Linked DNA regions of Mus musculus: region 2 is linked to region 1. Evidence: chromatin contacts called from public Hi-C data. All regions are on one chromosome and are shown on one strand. The core of a region is the stretch at or near the end of the contact, and the rest is flanking DNA. Distances in the headings are between cores, read along the strand shown.

Region 1 (4,178 bases), core at 262-2,761:
CACACACACACACACACACACACACACTGTACCACATGTACATGGTATATAATAATTGTATTCAGTATGTCATCTTGGAAACAATTGGGTTGACCTGGTTGATGAAAATAATTTACTTGTCTTTCAGTCAGGATTTCATCCTACTCAAGTCCAACCCAAAGCTTGTGATCACTTATTTCCCACATTTCCACATGACAAAACTAGCCCTCACAAACTCTCAGCTGGATACTATATATATGATACAAGGATCAAATTAAGTTTGGGGTTATGTTCTATATATTTCTGTAGTATAATTTAGCAAATTATTGTAAATAATAAAATTTCCTAAAGATTGTAAATATTTTTCAATGCACCCAAAACAAAACTAAGTATACTTTTTATGTAATTAAATCCAAATTGCCATTTATTGTAAAATATATCATTTTTATGTATCATTATCAATGAAAAACCTGCAAAAAATTAAACCAGGCTTTAGGATTCATTTTTATTGATACTCTGAATATTTGCTACTTGGTATGTATATAAAGTAAGATCTTCAAGCTACACATATTGGTTAAGATATTCCTAAGCTTAACAGATTCTACTTTTTATAAATTTTTGATTTGGTTGTTTACATTGTTAATTGCAGCTTGCTTTTCTGGTGTGTGTGTGTGTGTGTGTGTGTGTGTGTGTGTGTGTGCATGCTGTGAGTCAATTCTCTTCTTCTACCTTGTGAGATGTAGGTTTCAGGGATGGAGCTCAGATCCGCAGGCTTGGTAGCAAATTCCTTTACCAGCTGAACCATCTCACTAGCCACAAATCTGGTTTTTGATGCTTGTGACTTCCAATGATCTTTCCCTTTTCTGGCTAAGCAAGACCAGCAGCACAGTAAAGCTTCACTATTATTTGGCAAATTTTTCTTCTAGGCCCAGATGTGCCCTTTGCCAACCTCAGTATTTGAGCATGGGTAAATATTCCCAAAGTTCTTCAAGGGATTTTATAGGTAGGATGAGAGGTTGTAGTCATTCATTTTTACTTCTTGACTATGAAAGATGATTGTGTACAAGCAGGTAATCATATTTATGCCATTACTGACATCCACCTAGACATCATAGTTTTCTAGACTCATTCTTACTTTAGATGTGTGAATAATGGTTAATCGTCCCCAAATGTATTTTAGTACTGTTTAAATATAGGGATATTTGTTAAATTTGTATACATCAGTGGATTTAAAAGAGTGATTTAATTTTTAAATGAAATTAGTCACACATATGGAGCTGTGGTGTTACATAAAAAGATGATTGGAGATTTGTCTCAGGAGTTCTGGTCCAGATTTTGTGATGAAATCATTTTAATTTCACCAGTCTACATCCTAGAGCCATCATGTGAAGGCTAAGGGAAGTTCAACACTAATTGCCAAGGCTCTCAAAAGCAACAAGACTGGAGTTTGAAATCATTAGTCCAGATTCTCATCCAAGACAAAAATCCCTTGGACCACAACTCTGCCTAGAGACTTGAATTTGTCTGATGAAATCTGGCACAAGCCCTGCATAATCGAAGCAGAACACTTGGGGGATGATAATGCTCAATCTGCGTTTATTTGAGAAGAAATTGTCCATATGCAAAGTCTCCGAGGCCTGGAGAGAAAGTAATCACAGAGATTAACCCAAGAGTTCATTTGTATAGAAAGAACTAGACCCTTGGAGATTTCAAGTATTTTTCTTTCCTCCTGAATATTGACAAAGAACCAGAGACATAATGCTGGAAGGAAATTAGATTGCAAAATGGTTAATCCTCCCCAAATGGAAATCTGGTAAAGAATTTATGCATGGAGCCTGAAATATACACAGCAGAGCCAAGTGACTCAGTCCATTTAGAAAAAAAGAAAGAAATTTAATTAAATGCAATGCTATGGAGAAAAGAGGAGATATGCTATCTTGATTTCAAAGATATATAGAATCACTGTAAATATAATATGCAAGTAATGTTATTTTCCTTCTTGTTCTGCAGGCAAACCATGCAATATAAACTATTTATTGTTTTATCATTATGGCTGTTTATTCAAATTCTTTTGTAGCTAGTCTTCAAAAAACACACACCCCATTTGTTTATTAAGGCAGTTATATGCTAAGAAAGTAGCATAAACATGAAGAATGGTTGCTAAGATTTTGTGTTTCACTGTTTCTTTTCTTTTGGACTTTGAACAAATAAATAATTGTAATCATTGAGGAGCACTGAGCTTTTTGTGGAGAACAGGTTCATCATACCTGAGGTTAAATGGCTCAAAGACCTGCTGCAGATGGCTTAACAATGATGAGATTACAAACAAACAAACAAACAAACAAACAACTCTTGAGCATAGCTCAGCTCCTAGAAGCTATTCAAGAGTGACAGCCATTGCAATAAGCAATAACAGAGAGTGTAAGGACCTACAATTTGATAGGGGAAGGACAGGAAGTGGGATAGACAGGCTTTATGGACAGTCTTGTGAGAAACAGTGTCCTATACTAGATGTTTCCAATGCTAAGAGGTATGTGAAAGCTTTATAAAACATTTCTCTGAAAATTGTGGGCATAATTGGAGGGACTGAATTTGGCATCACATGATCCAGCATGAAGGGACACAAATGGCCAGCCTGTCTGAAGGACAAAGGAGCTCGAGTTGGTGGGTATATCAGTTGTCAGTCTGTTCCTGGGGATAGACCGTTGTTTCCACTTAGCTCAGCTGTGCCTACTGAGCTTTGACTTTCCTTTATAGGTCACTAGGAAAGGAAGAGAGTCATCTTTGAATCAAGTCTCCACTTTTGGAGAATATATGAAATGAACTGGAATCGACTTGTTCCCCCATAAGTTTATAAACATTCACCATACATGAGTCTGACATTCAGCCCAGGCCTAGATGACTCATATCTTGGGACCTAGAAGCACTATAGACCAAATCTTATCATGATTTCCTCCCTTTGTTTAATGGTGTGTTCTCTAGTATCAAGAGCAAATTGTACAACTCCTATTCCTGCCACATCTTGTATTTCTCACTTAAAATTTAAGTATCTTTCCTTTCAGGCTATTGAAAAGCTGATGTGCTGTTCCTAATTTATTTACTACAATGCTTCTGAAAAACATGTCATTAGTTAACTATTGTGATATGGTTCTCTTAATCAAAGATTTATTGGGGCAGTTTAGAAACAGTCAGATATATGCTATCCCCCCTATCTGTGAGATGTTTGCCATAAGCAACTGTGTGTGGAAGATTTATGCTGACTTACTCTACATTGTCTTGACTGATTAATTTTTATCAACCATAACAAAAATCTCCTTGCCAATGCATTATGCATATGAGCTTCATACATGAATAATTTTTTCTTTTATCTTAATTTACCACTATCCAGATATTTTAAAAATATTCAAAAGAAAGCAATTAATACAGGATTTCTTTATGTGAAGTTTCTGTGACATTTTTCTGTTGAGAAACCCCAGTGTGCAATCAAAAATTGTCCAAGAGTGACATCATTTTCTGGGCTTCCTGAGTAGAGATGAGATTAGCCACCATTATCACTGTCTTTTGCCACAGAGAGTTTTTGATCAGGAAAAAAAAGAATCATAGTTTGAAAACAAAATTTCCAATAGATGATGGTAAACAGTCTCACAATATCCAAAGGGCAGTATAGAGTCCTATTCTTTGCTGTGCATATTTTATTTCCTCTGTCTGAGGTTTTCAAATGAATACAGATAGAAGTGACATTTTCATACCTGAATGGCAAAGCACAGGTGAACCATGAGGCGTGAACAACACGAACAGTCATGACACAAAGAACTGAATTTTAATTCACAAAGAAAGACATGTTTCAATAAACTCCAGGGTCCTTTCAGTGAATATGAAAAGAAATGTTAACTCTCAGAAGTACTAACAGATACAGAACCTTGTCCTTTCACTTTTTAAATATCTGATATTGACATTTATAGTAAAACAAAAAAAGGAGAGAGAGAGAAGGAGGAGGAGGGGAAAAAAGAAGGGTTGGTTTCTAAAGCTATTTTGACTGTCTCCAAATGATGGGTACTTTCGATCTCTCTGACATTTTTGTTGGCATAAATTATTTTCCTATGTTCATGGGGAGGAAAACTGACATCTTGCTTCCTCTTGTTCCTTCAAGCCTGTTGTCTTACTCCTTTTCTTCTAGCTTTGCTTCTTAATAGGCTGAT
Region 2 (3,860 bases), core at 614-3,113, 730 kb after region 1:
ACTGCTGTGCCCTCTCTCATCCCCGACACACACACACACACACACACACACACACCCAGGCTCCAATTTCTCCTTTGTGTTCAATCAGATCCCAGCCTATGGGAGAGCTGGACATACTCAGGGTAGTCCTTCCCATCTCACTTAAACATTTCTGGAAACACCCTCACAGACACACCCAAGGGTGTGATTCTAAACCCAGTCAAGTTGACAAAGAAGCTGAACCATCACCACTGTGAAGATTTCACTCACAGGCAAGTGACTAAAAACTACAGAGCATGGGATTTGACCACCGGTCCTTCTGGTTCTAACTCGGTCCTCACTGGGCTCGGCTCGCTGCACTGCGCCTCACTTTCTAGTTTGACTTTGAGGACTCTGACCAAATGGACTATTCATAGTTTTACATGAAGCTTTTCAAGAATGAAACAAAAATCCCTGAAGGTGAAGCAGCTCCTGTCAAAACAGCAAAAGAAAGCCTGAAGGAAAAAAAAACATGTATTAATGCCCCATAGGACATTAATGGCTCTCTGTCCGACTTCGGAGTCATGGCACCTTCATGAGGTGCTTTGGTCTGTGAAGTGCCTACAGTTTGATTTCTTGGTTTATGCTTTTAGTGCACGGACTTCATTTACTTATCTGGGATGTGGGCTTAAGCTGAAGAAGTCTGGGATGCAGGCAGTGGGCCCATCGCCGTTCTGAAAGCATCATTGAATTCTGACTCACCATTTATAGACACTGCCCTGGGCACTGTGTCACTCCCCTCACACCCCATGTCCCGGGTCACTATACCCCTTTTTGGTGCCTGCAATGTGATGACGAGCCATGTCATCAGATAAACTGCTCTCTTCTCTTCATTTACTTGATGTAAATACAGCCGGTGGATGTCACACCAATCAAACAACGCCCGCCCTTCGGCTAGCCAGTGCTTTTCTGCTACTTTGTTGTAAGCACATTGGACCCTCTGAGTCAGGCAAGATACATTGTAGACAACTGCTGGTTAACTCACATCTGAGTGGTTAAATTTAGACTTTATTCTACTGTCCTGAAAAGGGCTAGTTCCCCTTGGAATGTGGGTTTTGTTCCATTCTTGCCAAGTTTCCTGTAAAACTTTTTTTTTTGTTTTGGTTTTGATTTGTTGTTGTTGATGATGGGATGTTTTTGTTTGTTTGTTTGTTTGGGGGGTGTGTTTTTTGTTTTGGTTGGTTGGTTTTGGTTTTTCGAGACAGGGTTTTTCCTTATAGCCCTGGCTGTCCTGGAACTCACTCTGTAGACCAGGCTGACCTAGAACTCAGAAATTGGCCTGCCTCTGCCTCCCAAGAGAGAGGCAAGCCGCACAGGTAGCAGATCCCAGACTGTGGTTCTGGGACTGGCCAATGGAGGGCTCCACGGGCCAATTGCAAGCTGTCTGACTGAAGGCTCTGATCTCTCTCAATGTCTCTGCTAAACTGAGCATTTTTAACAACTTCGTACAGTCGCTGTGAAGCATACAGCGCATATTAGTATTTCACATGTGTTCCTTTCCTTCTCTTCTACCCCAGCCCCAACCCCCAAAATTAACGTTGCCAATTAAATTTGCCAAATAAGGCAAAGGCTACTGAGGTCGATTGCAGCTGCAAGATTAAGTCTCTCTGTCCCACCCAAGTGCTTAAGAAGTGTCCGGCACAATCCAAACTCCAAAGGATGTTAAATGCTGTTCCCCTGCCACCCACTCTAGCCGCCAGGGCCCCAATGCACATTAAAATAAGATTAGGGCAATGATTTAAGCTGAAAATTGGGCTGCCAGAGAAAGCACCGGCCTCACTCCTGGGGGATTAACTATACCTATGGGTACAGAGGCAGGCGCCTCCGGCTAGCTGACGTCAGCGCCCCCGGGTTGTTTTTGCCCCCCGCAGTGTGGGAAGGAATGGGAGTGGGGAGGATGCCGGAGTGCAGTGCCTCGCCAGCGCTAACATAGCCCACTGGCGCCCTCTCGTGGTACTCAGTCGAGTTGTTTCCTTTAAGAAAACAAAGCCAGGAGCCTCCGAATAGATAACTAATGGGACTTCCATACTTGTCCTCCTTCTCTTCCCAGGGTATGGAGAGTTTCCCAGCACGGTCACGGTCACAGAAAGCTGCTGATGAGAGAGTACTGGTACTGCTTTGTGGCAGACCTGAACAAACATCCAGTTTAGGAAGTGATAAGGACTTCAATATTTGGAGAGAGTTCTGGAATGTTCTTAGCAGTCTTCACAAAGAAAGCAGACTGCAGCAGAGGAGAGAGATTTAGACTGCCCTCCGTGAGCCAGCTTCTCATGGCGACAGCCTGGCTGACACTGCAAATGAGGCCCTGTGTTAGATCCACTCCACAGACTTAAGACAAGGCGTGGACCAGAGTCTCCAACAGCCTTGCTCAACAACAAAACAACAAACAGGAGGCAGTTACAGCTCCCGCCTTTCTACTTCCTGTGTCTATTTCACGAATCATGCCGAAAATAAGCAGTTAAGCTCTATCGTGCTGAGGAATAAATAATAAATGATTCTGACTCGACAGCAGGCAGATCTGGAGAGGAGAAATATTTTGTACACGCTGCCTTACTTCAGCAGGTGAGAGGAAGAAGACGCGTTCTGCAGACCTCCACCTGCCAATGAAGCACTGTGGTTCACAGGAGACAACATTCACTCACATCCCAACACAACCAGAAACATACACACACGTGTACACACACACATACATAGACACACAGTCATACACATCACACACACAGACACACACAGACACACACAAACATATACACACACATACACACATGCATAAACACACAGTTACACATACACACACAAACATATACACACACATACAAACATGCATAAACACACAGTTACACACATACACACAAACATATACACACACATACACACATGCATAAACACACAGTTACACATACACACACACCAGAAATGTAACTTGGTAATGTTTGATTAAGGAAACAGGAAGCCATTAGCTATCTCTGAACTCTGAGCTCCTGTTACAAACCACCACATCAACAAACTGAACGAGTATTTATTTGTTCACTTATTTATTTTGAAACATATTGGTTCCCTGAAGCCCAGTCTGGCCTTGAACTCCTGGTTGTCCTGCATCTGCCTTCTGAGTTCTGTGCATTCATACCTAAGCCACCACACATAACAGGTGTATATGTTTTGTCACAGAAAGCAGGGAGTTCAGTCCATCATCAACAGCCCCATCCTTCAACCAGTTATAGGCAGCCTCCTGCACTGGTTTGCCTTCTGTTGATATGATAAAACATCAAGCAAAAAAAACAAGTGGGGAAGGAAAGTTTTACCTTACCACTTATAGCTCACCATGAAGGAAACTCAGGGTAGAAACTAAGGACGACCCACGAAGACAAAGGGAGCAGAAGAGCAATCGGGGCCTGGATGGCTGTGAACTTCTGGGACTTAGCTTCAGAGAGATAGCTCATCGTATTGCTACAGGGGTGAATTATATAAGAGTTCTGAGGGTTGCCTACAGGAAGAGCTGATTGGTCACAAAACAGCACCGAATTATCATCTGGACAAGAAGAAGAGCCAAGACTCGTGTACTGAATCACAAATCACCTGCAGGAGACTCTCGGCAAGGTCGTCTCAGAATAAGACATCTGAGCTGAGAGATGCTCTCCCATTAAGGCTGGGCAGAAAAGAGGAAATCCCACTGAGAAAGGGTGTCCTCCATGTGCTGACCTTGGAGAGCTCTCTGGACATGATGGACTGAGACCTTAATAAAAGGGTCCTCCAGCAATAGTCCAACACCTCAGTTTCATGTTTCTAATCTCCCAAGACTAAAGGAGATGATTACTGGAGGGGGATAGTAGGGAGGGTGGTAT

The links. Hi-C and Micro-C count contacts between places; a contact is called where the count stands out from the background.
Region 2: a Hi-C map of cortical neurons shows a contact between it and region 1, with 4 times the contacts expected there. The contact joins two enhancer-like sites. A contact is called at or near these places in 4 of 484 Hi-C or Micro-C datasets (cortical neurons, embryonic stem cells and neural progenitor cells).

The regions. Positions count from the first base shown.
Region 1 is chr3:137,018,655-137,022,832 of GRCm38.p6, forward strand. No RefSeq gene overlaps it. Among named protein-coding and RNA genes, the nearest start is that of Gm26107, 47 kb to the right of the region's middle. Within about 2 kb of position 1,512, at least 8 of the 459 cell types and tissues checked have an H3K27ac peak or open chromatin away from gene starts, as enhancers often do. A contact at or near this core is called in cortical neurons, where this site is marked.
Region 2 is chr3:137,751,153-137,755,012 of GRCm38.p6, forward strand. No RefSeq gene overlaps it. Among named protein-coding and RNA genes, the nearest start is that of Mir6380, 31 kb to the right of the region's middle. Within about 2 kb of position 1,864, at least 96 of the 459 cell types and tissues checked have an H3K27ac peak or open chromatin away from gene starts, as enhancers often do. A contact at or near this core is called in cortical neurons, where this site is marked.